Regions from separate parts of the Mus musculus genome. Here all the other regions are linked to region 1. Evidence: chromatin contacts called from public promoter capture Hi-C data. All regions are on one chromosome and are shown on one strand. Each heading gives the region's core, a stretch centred on a gene start, on an enhancer-like site or on the middle of the called end of the contact. The rest is flanking DNA. Distances are from core to core; before and after follow the strand shown.

Region 1 (2,754 bases), core at 126-2,625:
CACACACATAAAACTGAAATTAAATAGAAAGAAAATGGGACCATCTTGGCTCATATAGCCATCACTGTATCACCAGAGACAGAGTCCACTCTGAGAAACAGAAAAGGGCGCGCAGAAACAAAATTTAAGAGCTGGGCAGTGGTGGCACATACCTTTAATCCCAGCACTCAGGAGGCAGAGGCAGGTGAATCTCTGAGTTCAAGGCCAGGCTGGTCTACAAAGTGAGTTCCAGGACAGCCGGGGCTATACAGAGAACCCTGTCTCGAAAAAAAAAAAACAAAAAAACAAAAAAACAAAAAAAAAGGCAAAATGGAGACTGAATACAAAATGGCTGCAGTTATGTTAAAAGGAGCAGGCCTCAACATGGAGAAAAGGGTTTGTTCAACTTACACTTCCAGATCATAGTCCACCATTGGGGGAATCAGGACTGAAACTCAAGCAGGGCTGGAACCTGGAAGCAGAAGCTTATACACAGGCCACAGGGATGCTTACTGGCTTGCTTCTCATGGCTTGCTCAGCCTGCTTTTCGAGACAGGGTTTCTCTGTGTAGCCCTAGATGTCCTGGAACTCACTCTGTAGACCAGGCTGGCCTCAAACTCAGAAATCCGCCTGCCTCTGCATTCCAAGTGCTGGGATTAAAGGCCTGAGCCACCACTGCCCACTGCTTTTTTTTTTTTTTTTTTAAATAGAACCTGGGATCATCAGCCCAGAGGCGGCACAACCCACCAACAGCTGGGCCCTGCCCCACGATCACTAATTGAGACAATGGATCTCATGGAGGTCTTTTCTCAACTCCTTTCTCTGTGATGTCTCTAACTTGTGTCAATGTAACACACAAAACCATCTAGTACACCCAGGTGGATCTCAAACACACTTTTTCTGAATAGCTCAGTTACTGGGGTGAGCCCTGCCTGACTCCACTGTAGTCTTTTTACTTTCTTTACAGAAAAAGACCTCTCCCTGTGGGACAGAAATCATGGGGCCACCGTACATCTGTCCCACACTTCCTCATTGACAAGGCTTTCTAACCCATCGAATCCTTACAACAGCTCTCTGGGCAAGTGGCTTCAGCCAACCTTTTCCACAGATGGTAACAACTGAGACTTCCAGGGGTGATGGGTTCAGTTGAGTCTTCAAGTAGACAAGGAGGGGCTGTACAAAGGTGTACACAGACCAAGGAGGAAGACGCTGACCCCAGTCACCTTCCCTTGTACAATCAGCTCCCGCAGCGCCTACTGCCACACCCCTCTCTTCACCTCTCCAGCTGCAGCCCCTCCACTTCCTCAGGGCCTCTCTCTTATCATTGCGAGTCTACCAGCCACTCCTCTCCTCAGACCTTTGCTCCAAGCCTCCCACCTGTTTAACTCCGGAGCCTGGCACTTCCTTCCCTGCTCACGTTCACTCCGCTCCTGCCTGTTTGGAAGCCTCAGACATGTGTACTGGAAAGTGTGCGCGCTGCCTGGGGCTCTCCCTCATCCCTCTCTCCCTGGTCTGCATCGTGGCCAACGCCCTCCTGCTGGTACCTGATGGGAAGACCACCTGGACGGACGGCAACCTCAGCTTGCAAGTTTGGCTCATGGGTGGCTTCATTGGAGGGGGCCTGATGGTGAGAATGCTGGAGCGCTAGCCAGGGACCTGGGTACCGAGCTAAGGGACCAGGGATGGAACCGAGAAGAAAAGAGGGGAAAGGACTCGTTTGGCTCTGGATGAAATGGCAAGGGTCTGATGGGGATTAGGGGTCTGTCCATCAGCTCACATATAGTGACCATTCTGTAGAGGGTCCTGGAGGAGCCATAGGGTCCTGAGTTGAGTGTCTGAGGAATGTGGGAAAGGAAGGACTTCTCTACTAGGTGGGAGTAAGTTCTCTGTGCCTCTCCTTGCCTCTACTACTGAACATATGCAAAAAACAAAAAACAAAAAAACACCTCATTATGAGGATAAAGGCTAGTTGTGTGGGAAGTTTCAGGGCAGTGTCATAACGGGCAAGGGTGGGTGCCCAGAGCAACCTCTGCAGCCCAGGTTGATATCTCAGATTAGACACTCCACCAGCCAACTCCATGCTTGCTTTCCCTCTCTTCCATAGCTGTTCCTTCTCAGCCTGTCTGCTAGGATCCCCAGTCTGTACTAAGTTAAGTGCTCAGAATACAATTCTGGACCCAGGTTGTCGGTATTTTAGAGTAAATGTCCCAGTCTTCCTGCAGACTAGGGAGAGAAGAGCCAGGTGTGATAGTGCACGCCCTTGGTCCCAGCAATCCAGAAACAGAGGCAATTGAATCTCCGAGGCTAGCCTGGTCTACTGAGGAAGTTTCAGGGCTACACAGAAAAACCCTTACTTGAAAAAGAAAAAAAAAAAAAGTGAGGAAAAGAAAACCACAAATATTCTATCTAGATTTTCCCCATCTTCCAACTCTCTTCCATTTAGAGAACTTTCTTTTTCATTTTTTTACTTTTTGTTTGTTTATTTAGAAACAACATCCTGATAGTATATCAAGCCAGCGGGGAATCATTTTATAACCCAGTCTGAACTTGAAGTCTTCCTGCCTGAACCTTTCACATACATGCCTGACCATTTGGGGGAACTTTTGACTGGTTAACCCAGTGTAGCATGGGATAAAGACAGAGATCGACCTAGCACGGTTTCCCACCTTTAGCACAACTTGCTTGCTGTTGAACTTCTCTGGGAGAAGTTGCACTTTGGTCCCCTCTGCTGGCCACATTGTTATTAGCTGAATGGAGATACCGCTCCCATAGCAA
Region 2 (2,700 bases), core at 172-2,671, 340 kb before region 1:
GCATTACCCAAACACCACTCACCTACGTTACTTGTAGGAACTGAATTGTTAACTTAGGGAAGGGCTTCATGTTAGCGACTGGCTTTCATTGTAGCAATCTTTTGGAATGATTATCTTTCAGAGAGCTGAGGTGTTGAGGGCTATGGCAACTTAACTACTGAAGTGATAGTGACAGGTATGAACCTCTCTGGTACTCAGGCTACCTTGAGGGGAGGACGAGCAGAAGCCACATAGTGACCAGAGCTGTTTATTAACTCCAGTTAACGGAGGCAAGCAAGACTCAAAGAGCTTGTGCCACATTTCTTGTCATCTTAAGCCCTAGTGAACCCTTGTAGCCATTTCACCCTATCAGCGGGAGAACATGTCCACAGGTGGCTCAGAAGACAGCATGTGATTGGTGCAAATCCAGCCTGCTGTTGGCAATAAGGAACATGTGATTGGCAAAACTACCTTTGCTATGCCTGCTTTCTGGTTCATTCTTCTGGTTATCGAGAAGAAACCCTAGTGGGAATCCCCTGATGTTGCAAACGTAGGCCCAGTTAAAGTTTTCACCCAATGCCCTTCTCCTTGATTGCTCTTGATATTCACTGACAGTCAGGCAGGCTGCACTGGTGATGTGAGGGGTAGACAGTGCCACAGCAGGGGCAAGAGAGGACAGCTAAGAGATTCCAAAGAGTGGCCAGGTAAGGGAGGCAGGAGGCAGAGATGGTGTAGGTCACAAAAGGAAACCTCATTGCAGGAAAGGCTGCGAAATACCAAGGTAGGGGCCTGCGTGCAAGCCATGGTCGTGGCAAGAGTTACACGGAGCTGCTAAGCCCCACGGGCCAAGGGTCTCCACACCTGAGCCTTGAGATCGGTGACAGTAGCCGGCACTCACCCCTGCAGGTGCTTCTAGGAGCTCAGGATTACAGAAGCAGGTGGGTGCCAGGCATTAGCAATCAAATCCCAGAGCAACAATCCCCTCCAATCTGAGCACCCCAAGGCCTAAGTCAGCCCCCTAGAACTCAGAAACAACAACCTGCAGTTCAGGACTTGAGCTGGGGCCCAGGCTCTTGACTTGCCAACTCATGATGCCCATCTGAAACAGAGTGAAGGAGGCCTCGATAGCTAATTGGTTGGTCGTAGTCAGATGATGAGGACTCGTGCTAGGAATGTGCTTGAGAGTTAATGATGAGATATGGATGATTCTTGGAAATATATAGGCAGGAAGTAAATGAAGATGCGGGGCATAAGATAAAACTGCAAGCTGTTCTTTTTGGTCAATCCCTCACCCCAACACTCTTAAAATGAGGAAGTCACAAGAGCTCCCAGAAAGAGGAATGGAAGAAGGCACACCCTTGAGGACAAGTGCAGAGTTAGTCCCAAACCCAACTCCACCCCATAGCCTTGTCACGTGCACCAATCACCATCTGCTCAGTATTATTTATGGTTAAGACTTGAAATCGGATGTCCCAAAATACAGACCACTGGGCACAAAACCCAGCAAGACTCTGTCTTGTGTGCTTGTGGCTTCTGCTTGTCCCTCCCACACCAACCCTCCGGGATATAGTTCTCAACTCTGACTGAGTTCCTGCCTCTGGTCACTGCTGCACAGGGAAGCCAAGACTTCACACTGGTAACTGGGCCAGGGTTGCCAGGGAGACCAGTGGGGCAGGGAACGTGCAAGACGCTTCACAGAGAGGGAGGACGTTGGGCTTGGATGACCTAAGTGGAAAGAGATACAAGAGGAGAGTGTGGGATTTAATTTCCCTTGATTGGATTATGGGTGCCTCGATTCCAAGGGAGACAAAGACCCAGATGCAGCCCCAGTTGGGGATCCACTGCAGCCAACCTTCCTCTCAGTCTAGCCCTACTCTAATCTCAGTGTTAGCCCCAAATCCAGTTTGGGCGTTTGAATCAGCCCTGATTGAAAATCAAATTGAACCCTATTCTGCTTCCAGATTCACTGCAAGCTCGGGTCCAGGTCCTCCCCTGGCTCCTGAGTGTAGGTGTAAATCCCAGGAAGGGCGCAGCCTCAAGACCTGACCCATAGCAGACCTAACAATAGCAATAAGTTCAGCTTTTGATATTACCTCCAAATTATAAACTCAACTGAACTGTACTACGTCCAATCCTGGCCCCATTTCTAATTCAATTGTAAGCTAGCTCCCTTCAAAAAAAGTTTTTAATTTGCTTTTTTCATTTCCTCTGTCTTCCTTCCTTCTTTTTCCCTTTCCTCCTTCCTTCCTTTCTCTCCCCCCCACCCCCCCCCCAAAAAAAAGCTGAGGACTGAACCCAGGTCCTTGTCCTTGTAGGCAGTGCTCTACCACCAAGCTAAATATATACCTCTTTCATTTTTCAATTTTAATCATTTATTTATTTAATGTGTGTGAGAGTTTTGCCTGTGTGTACATGTGTGCTCCTGTGTGCCTGTTGTCCACAGAGGTAAGAAGCGGTTATTGGATCTCCTGGAAATAGAGTGAGCTATAATGAATGGTTATGAGCTGCCAGGTCGATCCTGGAAACTGAACCCAGGTTCTCTGAAAGAACAACAAATGCTCTTCACCACTGAGCCGTCTGCCCAGCCCTCTCCAGGCTGCCTCATTCTTGCTCTAACATGGCATATCCGACTTCAGTTCCAGGCTTTACCTCATTAAAGCTTCTAGCACTCTCCTTGGTCCCAGATCCGTATCTGTCTGGATCCTGGTGTCTTGGTTTCCG
Region 3 (2,700 bases), core at 148-2,647, 500 kb after region 1:
AGAATATGCCAGCCATACAAACAGAGGGACAAAATTCACCTGGGCATCAGCTTTACAGTCCATCTTGTTCCTGTTTTTGCAGCCTGTCTTCCGTCTCCATCTCCCCAAAAGCCTACTTGAGGCTCTGGAACTTTTGTTTTCCTCAGAACTCTTGGATCTTCTCAAATGTGACTTCAAAAGAGACAGCCTTTCTCCTGTGCCAGGTGGGCTCTCCATAACTCCTGATGCCCGGCACTGCGCCCCCATCTCTGAAATTTCCTAAACTTTGATCCATTAGTTCTATCTATCTTCAGTGTCCTCTCTGCTCAGTTCGCCAAAATCTGTGACTATTTACAAGTGCCTCAGCTTCCCTTGGTTGGCCAAAGCAGAAACCTGTTTCCACTGCCTTCATTCTTTCACCTCCTAATTACTCCTCAGTCCAACGCCAGATCTGTTCTTAAAGTTATTTTGAAAAAATTCTTAGTGGGAGTTGCAATCAATACTACATATCCAACGTGCACTCCCACGCCCCACCATGTCTACATATTGTTATGGAACTTCCCTCCTTAGCACTCTATTCCACTGACTGCCAGTACTCCAGTCTCTTTCTCGCTTATGACATTCCTTCGGGAACTCCTCTATCGTCAATACTGTAGCAAAGCCACTAGAAGTCAGTCCCTGCCTTCGAACACTGCCAAGTTCTTCTCGTACACAAGAAATTGGTTCTCGCCAACTGAATTCTTTCTGGCGCCAGTCTCTCCGTCCTCGCTTAGAATGCCGGTCCCCAGGGACCCGCTCCGCAGCTGCCTCCTCAAAAGCCTTGGTGAGGCCCATCCTGCAAAGCTCTCTGAGAGCCTCCGATATGCTCCCCACGCCTCGTCACGGAAGGCGAATATCCTCAAACTCACAGAGCGCGGTCAGCGCCGGCAGGGTAACTCTGTCCGCCTCTTTCCAGAGGTCCCTGTCCACACCGGGCACTGAAACCCTTTCAAGTTTGTGGAAGAAACCAACGCAAAGAAAGTGAGAAGCCCCTAAGAAACCCCGCCCTCGTGCACAGAGCCAGGGATCTAGAGCAAGGAAGATCCACCAAAGCCGCCACTCACCGATGAGGACCGCGTTGTCCAGGTTTCGGAGCTGAGCCAATAGCTGCCCCCGCGCCCGGAAGATGGGCAGACTCCGGCGCTGCAGCTCCAGGGCCTCGCGGTAGGGACTGGCCGAAGGCTGGGCCAGCGGCGGCGTCTGCCTCCGGCCTCCTCCAGCTCCGCCGCCGCCGCCAGCCGTCAACAGCATCACTACTCGTCTCCCGGGAGGGCAGGAGCCCGGCCGGAATCTCTTAGCGGGCGGGAGGCTCGCCTCCTCCGGCATGTCGGGAGGACCGCGGCCGGAGGCAGGGACGCAGACAGTTCCGCTCGGCTGGGGACAGCAAGCGCGCACCGCCCCTTTCTCGCCACGTGCAGGCGTGCTGGGCGACCACCGATGACCTCACAGCCGCCTCCTGCCTTGAGGAAAGGAACTGCAATTCCCAGCATGCGCTGTGCATTTACATCCTGTGAGAGCAAGGTCGGAGGTGCGACCGAAAAAACGGCCCGAGTAACAACAGGGGACGATAGCTGTGTGGTTCCCTAGGGTCTTGTTGCGTAATGACGTTGTCCTAAACTCTCATTTCTATCCAATAAAAATGACTGTCCCATCTCGGGCTCCAACAATAGTCACGTTTTAAGGCAATTACTTATTTCTGTAAATCTAACGAGGAACACAAACATTTACTCTTCTAAACAATGTACGTTTTAAGGTACCCACTGGTAGCTCCGATTTATAAATGTAGAAAGTGAAATTTTCTGAGACTAAAGTCATTTCGGATGCTGCAAAGAATTTTGAAAATGCTACTAGTGAGTATCTTCAGTTACGGAAAGGTGAATTCTATGATTCTGATATCATGTAATTTCCCCACAAAGTGATAGGCTCAAAAAATACAAGCAGAAATAAAAAAGAAAATGAGTGGAACTAAAATTGCCTTAACTCACCTCCCAGTCATTCCTACTAGATTTTCAATCTTTACACAGCTTTTCAGCCCTATTGTATACACCTTAATCAGTGCGAGTATTCACTACTCCTGCAGAAAACTTGTACATAACCAGTTCTTCCTTCCTGTTCAATTACAAGCTCTTAGATGCTTTGCTAATTCAACACAGAAAGACAGGCACAGAGTGAATGGGTGGTTACCTTTGCTTTTTCATCTTTGGAGGGTGTGGGCGTTTTGTTTGGGAGTATGTTCCTGCACTACTTGCTTGCAATGCTCACATGGAGGTCAGAAGAGGGTGTTGGATTCCCTGGAATTGGAGTTACAGCCAGTTGAGCCTCCATGTGTTTGGAACCCGTAGGGTTCTCAGTGCCCTCGCTGTCCCCGATTGTGTTTCTTTTTTTTTTTTTTTTAAAGATTTATTTATTTATTTATTATATGTAAGTACACTGTAGCTGTCCTCAGACACTCCAGAAGAGGGAGTCAGATCTTATTGGTTGGATGGTTGTGAGCCACCATGTGGTTGCTGGGATTTGAACTTCCAACCTTTGGAAGAGCAGTCGGGTGCTCTTACCCACTGAGCCATCTCACCAGCCCCCGGATTGTGTTTCTTATACAGAATGTGGCGTTCTATAATTCTCAACTCATGTGAAGGCTATCCATCAAATTTGGTATGCAGACCTGTTTTTTTTTTGTTTGTT
Region 4 (2,700 bases), core at 53-2,552, 280 kb after region 1:
ATAAAGAAGACCAGACTGCAACTATTACCAAGGGCGCACCATGGAGGTACTGGAGAGATGACTCAGCAGTTATGAGCACTGACTTCCAGAGGTTCCGAGTTCAATCCCCACCAGCCACATGGAGGTCCACAGCTGTCTGTAGCTCCAGTCCCAGGGGACCTAACGCTGTCTTCTGAAGACACTGCACACATATGGTATGCATGCAGGCAAAACATCCATACATACAAAATAGATATAATTTTTAAAAAGGAGAAAACTATGGTTCTGTGATTTGAGGCATGAGTTTTCAAAACTGTTGAGGCAGCCATCCATGATCTGTTTCAAAATGATATGTCAGCACTATTGTGGTTACCATAGTTATCCAGGGAGTGAGCTCAGGATGGGCCCTACCTTCTTATTTCTGGACTCTTTTAAATCAGTGACTATGTAGCTGGTCACTTGGCTTGGGCTCTGCTGTGTGACTAGAATATACACTAAGGTCCTATGACGTCTTGATATGGTTAATGTTGTCACACAGATTGGCAGTAGAAAGCACAGTCTTAGTACATGAGCCTAGCTCAACTCACAACAAATTTATAAATGTCCAAAAACTTTTATTCTACTTTTTTGCTGGCAAATAAACTGGTTGTTATATTTCCCTGTGTGTTTGGCATTCAAAAATATATTTATTAAGTGCCTTCTGTGTGCGGGGGCTTATTATGGACACTGGGAAAATAGAAGCTCTCCCTTAAGGAGCCTCATATTCACATGGCTGCAACCCGGACTCATTTGAGAGAACAGCTTGAGAAAGGGTCTATCTCAGCTTGTGGTTCCAGTGAGTTCAGTTCATGGCTACCTGGCTTGTGTTTCTGGGCCCGTTGTGAGGCAGAACACGGAGGCCGTCTGAGTGCATAGGAGAAGTTTCTTCAGCACAGGGTAGCTAGGAAGCAGAAGGAAAGAGAGAAACAGACAAGAGAACCCCCAGGGCAGGACACAGCCCTTGACACACCCTGGCTACCGACTTCCTCCTGTTAGACCTCACCTTTTAATGTTTCTAGGCCCTCCCAAAATAGAACCACTAGCTGGACAACACATATCAACACATGGGCCTCCCAGTATAGGGAGAACAGAAAGTTTAGGGCCTGGAATTCATTCATTCATTCATCCATTCATTCATTCGATCATTGAGCATACTTACTGACCATCCTCAGCATGCTAGGAACAGGGAAAACAAGGAAGAAGAGAAGGCCTGTCTCTGCACTGGTGTTGCCTTTGTTCAACTGGAAATGAAAGTCACATGAGCAGATCGTTCCGGATATAAGAGTTATGAAGGGGAAGCACCTACAAAGGCCACCACCACATCGGGCCGGTGAGGAAAGCACAGTGCCTAAGATGCAAAGGAGGGGAGGAATATTGCGTATAGCAGGGACAAGAGAGACCACAGCAAAGGTACTTACAAGTAGAGGAAAAACACTGGGGAACATGGAGGTTGCCAGGAGGAGGTAGTGTGTGAAAAGTTAGCCAGTAATAAAATCCTGACAAATCTTGTAAGCCATATTTAAGAGTTTGGCCTCTGTCTGAGGCTAATAGGTAAAGATGAGCTTTTAGCAATGGGAAGAAGTATTCGGTTGCTCACTTTCAAAAATCACCAGCTGCCAATCAGTGTTTTGGAGTCTGAAATACCAGAGGCAGGACACTGGTTAGAGGTTCTTAAAGTTCTCTTTGGGAAGTGCTGGCCATGGGCTGACTGACCTCAGAGTGATGGAGACAGAGCTGATCTGACTGAGGCACAGTCAACAGGAGGTGGGGACACTGGCAATAAAGGATGCAAGAAAGGACCTAACTTCTGCCCTTAGCAAGGGAGGAAGTAATCTAGCACGAGAAGTCAGGGGTGGGGATGTGTCATCAGTTATCCATGGAATATGTTGAATTTGAGGATCCCGTGGGATAATCAGATGGAGGTGTCCTGCGGGCTCTGCAACCTGGAACTGGAAAAGAGGGGTTGAACTGGAGCCTGTGGTTGGGAAGTTGCTAGGGTAAAGGGGATGCTGAGCCCTGTGGTATTGGCAACATCACTCAGCAATGCTGAGAGGGAAAGAGGAAACAACAGCACCCCAGGAAAGATAGGATGGAAAAGTAAGGAATGACCACTAAAGATGTGATAGTGAAAGCTACAGAAGGGGCATTAAGCTCTGAACTCTCGTCTTGAGTACCCTGCTGGAGGGTGCTGGCTGGACACTTCCTGGGGCAATCTACTCTTCCTGGCACAGCCAACATACCCACTGCCAAAGAAAAGCTAGCTGGGGGCAGAAGTCAGAAGGCCACTTGAGTCCTCTGTTGATCATTAGAAATGGTGTCTGAAAACACAGGAAATAAACTTGTGTCAGAACTTGACTCTTTGATGGGTTTGGTCCACATTCTATAAATATCCTGGGGGTTGAGGTGTGAGTGGGTGGGGCAGCGTCACTTTCTCACCTTACAGACTCAAAGTGTCTGCGCATCACAAGAGCCCTCAGCTATAAAGACAAGTCATGGCTTCTAGGAGGTTCAGGGGTGGGTGGGGCCTGAGAGAAGGGAGACAGGCATCCTTAAGGTGTGGCCTACATAGGGATTGAGAGCTGGGAGGCTCCACACAATCAAACACCAAGACTATGATCCCTAGCAGTCTCTCAGCTTAGGGGTCTCAACCCCCTTAGGGGTCAAATATCAGATACCCTGAAT
Region 5 (2,700 bases), core at 37-2,536, 410 kb before region 1:
TTTTGGCAGAGTCTCTCTGAACCCAGTTTATTGTTTGGCCACACTGGTCCCACGGATCTGCCCTTCTCTGTCCCTTCTGCAGTGTGCTGGCAATATAGGTGTGTGCTGCTGTGCCTGGTTCATATACAGGAGCTGGGTTACAAACGCAAGACCTCATGCTTGTGAAAGAGCCCTTTACCCACCGAGTCATCTTCCCAGCCTTTGTAGATCCTGTGTAGCACTCGCAGGGCATGAAGAGGGGTGTTTGTGTCCCTGGACTGAGTGTGGTGCTGGGGTTATGACTTCCATATTTTGAAGAACTTCTGCACTGAAGTGTGGAGGTAGAGAGCCACAGCTGAGCAATGTTCAGAGAGTGACAGGCTTGGAGTGCTCCCTTGGTCCTAAGTGGGATCTCTTCATCAGACCCCTCCCCATTAAAAGGAGGGAGTGGACTATGGGTCCCAGTCCTAACCAAGAAACTATTTGTGGTTCAAATCCATTGGCAAAAGAAAATCAGTTTTCTACAATGGAGCATCATGGGGTATACCCACCATACTCCAGGACCAGGAGTAATTTGTCAACTCAAAAGAAACGTCATTGTGGTGTTTGTTATTGTTGTTGTTTTTATGGGTTTTTTTTTTTTTTGGTCTTATTGGTCTTTGGCTTGTTTGTTTTGATAGTCTTTCTTTCTTTGGAGAGAACATAAAGCGGTGTGTGTGTGGGTTGGGGGATGAGGAGGGTCTGGGGGAGGACTGAAGGAGTGTGACTGAGTGGGGCTGGAGTGCGCTGGAGTGCGGGAGCCTGGTGCTGAGCGTATAGGAAGCTGTGGCTGTGGCTGGTTGCCAGGGTCACAGGCTCAGATTGGGCAAGAACAGGGAACTGATCTCTAGGTCACTCTACTCCTGGTCAGAGATATTTGAAGAAATCAACAGTTCTGGAAAATAAAAGAGGCAGGAACTGAAACAGGGGAGGGAGGGAGGGATAGAGAGGAAACAGCAGACTGGATCCTGGCCCCTCCACACCTGCACCCCTGCTCCCCTTCTGACATTGTGCAATGAAGGGAGAGATGATGTGTGTTTGTGTGTGTGTGTGTGCGCGCGCATGTGTGCACATGTGCACGTGTGTACATACAAGGATACCGCACATACAAGGAGACCTCCTGTCTCCCTTCTCTGGTTATGAGAACAGAAACATGTCCCCCACCCCCACTGCTCACTGCCTGAGTTCCAACTGCGTTTCTGTTTCTATTTACTGTCCAAAGTCCCAGGGGCAGGAGGTGACTGGTTAGATGGACATTCAGGCACAGGGACCCAGCTCTTGCCTAGATTGGCCCCTCCTCCCTCTCACCTAGCTCCACTAGCACCACCTGTCCCGTCTCCCAGGTTTAGCCCCTCTTTCTCTTTGGGCTCAGGCTGTCTCCGAAAGCCAGAGTCAGCTCTCTATACCTTTAACAGGTAACTGAGGTAGTGGGAGGCAGGTGGTACTGGGTTCAGGGACTCTGGGTGGAGGGATGAGAGCATATAGTCTGGTCCATGAGAATATGGAAGGAAGGCTGCAGAGCCAGGTCACCTCTTGGGAAGGAAGGAGCCTGCAGTATTTCAAGTCTTTCCCTGTCAGCTACCCACGTCCCCTCGGTCCTTCCACAGGGATTCCAGTCTTAGCACAAACCCAAGTTCCATCTCTAAGGAAATCTCAGCTCAGTCTCAGATCTGTCTCCAGCCCTTAGGGCCATCATGGAGAAGGACTGTCAAGACATCCAGCAGCTGGACTCTGAGGAGAATGACCATCAGCTCAGTGGCGATGATGAACATGGCTCTCATGTGCAGGATCCTAGGATAGAAAATCCACACTGGAAAGGCAAGTGTCCAGTTTCTGGGGCCTCTCTGGGATCCTTGCCTCAGCTGCCAGTTCCTCTCTCTTTTTCTGTGAGGACTCTCTCATCCTGACTCAGTGACCAGTGTGCTCCCGAGTCTGTCCTACTCAGGGTTATTACTGCTGCGATGAGCAAAGTGACTTGAAGAGGAAAGGGCTTATTTGCCTTATGCTTCGTCATCATCGAAGTTCATCATCAAAGGGATCCAGGACAGGAACTCACACAGGGCAGGATCCTGGGGGCAGGAGCTGATACAGAGGTTATGGAGGGGTGCTGCTTACTGGCTTGCTCCTCATAGCTGGCTCAGCCTGTTTTATTATAGAACCCAGGACCACTAGCCCAGAGAGAGCACCACCCACAATGGGCTGGGCCTTTCCCCACTAATCACCTCATAAGAAAATGCCCTACAGGCTTGGTTACAGCCAAATACTATGGAGGCATTTCCTAACTTGAGGCCTCCTCCTCTCTGATGACACTAGCTTGTGTCAAGTTGACATAAAACTAGCCAACACAGTGACCTACATGTGAGCTGCTGATACCTCTGAGTGCAGGGTCCCAAGAAAAGTGTGTATGCTTAGAAGTGAGGGGGTATCTGAGAGGATGAGCCTCCCCCGAGACTGCACTGTGCATGTGTATATATGCGTGTACATGTGTGCATGTGCGTGCATGTATGTACATGTCTGTATCTAGGATGAATGCAGAGCCACAGACTGTGTTAAGGCGATGAGCTGAGTGTGTGAATGAGCACAGAGATCCTGGGTGATTTCCATTTGTATCCTGCCTGAATCTTCTTGCACATTTTGAACACAGGCCCCACATAATTGCAAAAAGGTTTTAGGGTAAGAGAG

What was found. Promoter capture Hi-C pulls out the DNA fragments that hold promoters and counts their contacts. Capture Hi-C pulls out chosen DNA fragments and counts their contacts.
Region 2: a promoter capture Hi-C map of neural stem cells shows a contact between it and region 1. The contact joins the promoter of Clec10a here to the promoter of Tm4sf5 in region 1. A contact is called at or near these places in 2 of 39 promoter capture datasets (hippocampal neurons and neural stem cells).
Region 3: a contact with region 1 is called in a promoter capture Hi-C map of adipose tissue. The contact joins the promoter of Dhx33 here to the promoter of Tm4sf5 in region 1. A contact is called at or near these places in 3 of 39 promoter capture datasets (the C10 cell line, liver and pre-B cells) and 2 of 9 other capture datasets (adipose tissue and pancreatic islet).
Region 4: a contact with region 1 is called in a promoter capture Hi-C map of macrophages, with 5 read pairs. The contact joins the enhancer-like site here to the promoter of Tm4sf5 in region 1. A contact is called at or near these places in 11 of 39 promoter capture datasets (the C10 cell line, cranial neural crest, embryonic stem cells and 8 more), 1 of 15 datasets of contacts at CTCF or cohesin (large pre-B cells), 2 of 115 datasets of contacts at active chromatin or transcription factors (memory CD8 T cells and regulatory T cells) and 3 of 9 other capture datasets (adipose tissue, embryonic stem cells and liver).
Region 5: a promoter capture Hi-C map of liver shows a contact between it and region 1. The contact joins the promoter of Asgr2 here to the promoter of Tm4sf5 in region 1. A contact is called at or near these places in 2 of 39 promoter capture datasets (cranial neural crest and maxillary cranial neural crest) and 3 of 9 other capture datasets (adipose tissue, liver and pancreatic islet).

What each region holds. Positions count from the first base shown.
Region 1 is chr11:70,503,899-70,506,652 of GRCm38.p6, forward strand. It overlaps Tm4sf5 (transmembrane 4 superfamily member 5), which reads left to right and starts at 1,376. Exons shown (of 5, transcript NM_029360.3): 1 at 1,376-1,606. The coding sequence starts at 1,433.
Region 2 is chr11:70,165,202-70,167,901 of GRCm38.p6, forward strand. Clec10a (C-type lectin domain family 10, member A) reads left to right here and starts at 1,422. Exons shown (of 10, transcript NM_010796.3): 1 at 1,422-1,615; 2 at 2,616-2,700.
Region 3 is chr11:71,003,035-71,005,734 of GRCm38.p6, forward strand. It overlaps Dhx33 (DEAH (Asp-Glu-Ala-His) box polypeptide 33), which reads right to left and starts at 1,398. Exons shown (of 12, transcript NM_178367.4): 1 at 1,083-1,398. The coding sequence starts at 1,344.
Region 4 is chr11:70,788,184-70,790,883 of GRCm38.p6, forward strand. No RefSeq gene overlaps it. Among named protein-coding and RNA genes, the nearest start is that of Scimp, 23 kb to the right of the region's middle. Within about 2 kb of position 1,303, at least 82 of the 459 cell types and tissues checked have an H3K27ac peak or open chromatin away from gene starts, as enhancers often do. A contact at or near this core is called in hematopoietic stem and progenitor cells, macrophages, memory CD8 T cells and 1 more, where this site is marked.
Region 5 is chr11:70,091,358-70,094,057 of GRCm38.p6, forward strand. It overlaps Asgr2 (asialoglycoprotein receptor 2), which reads left to right and starts at 1,287. Exons shown (of 9, transcript NM_007493.3): 1 at 1,287-1,433; 2 at 1,699-1,836. The coding sequence starts at 1,713.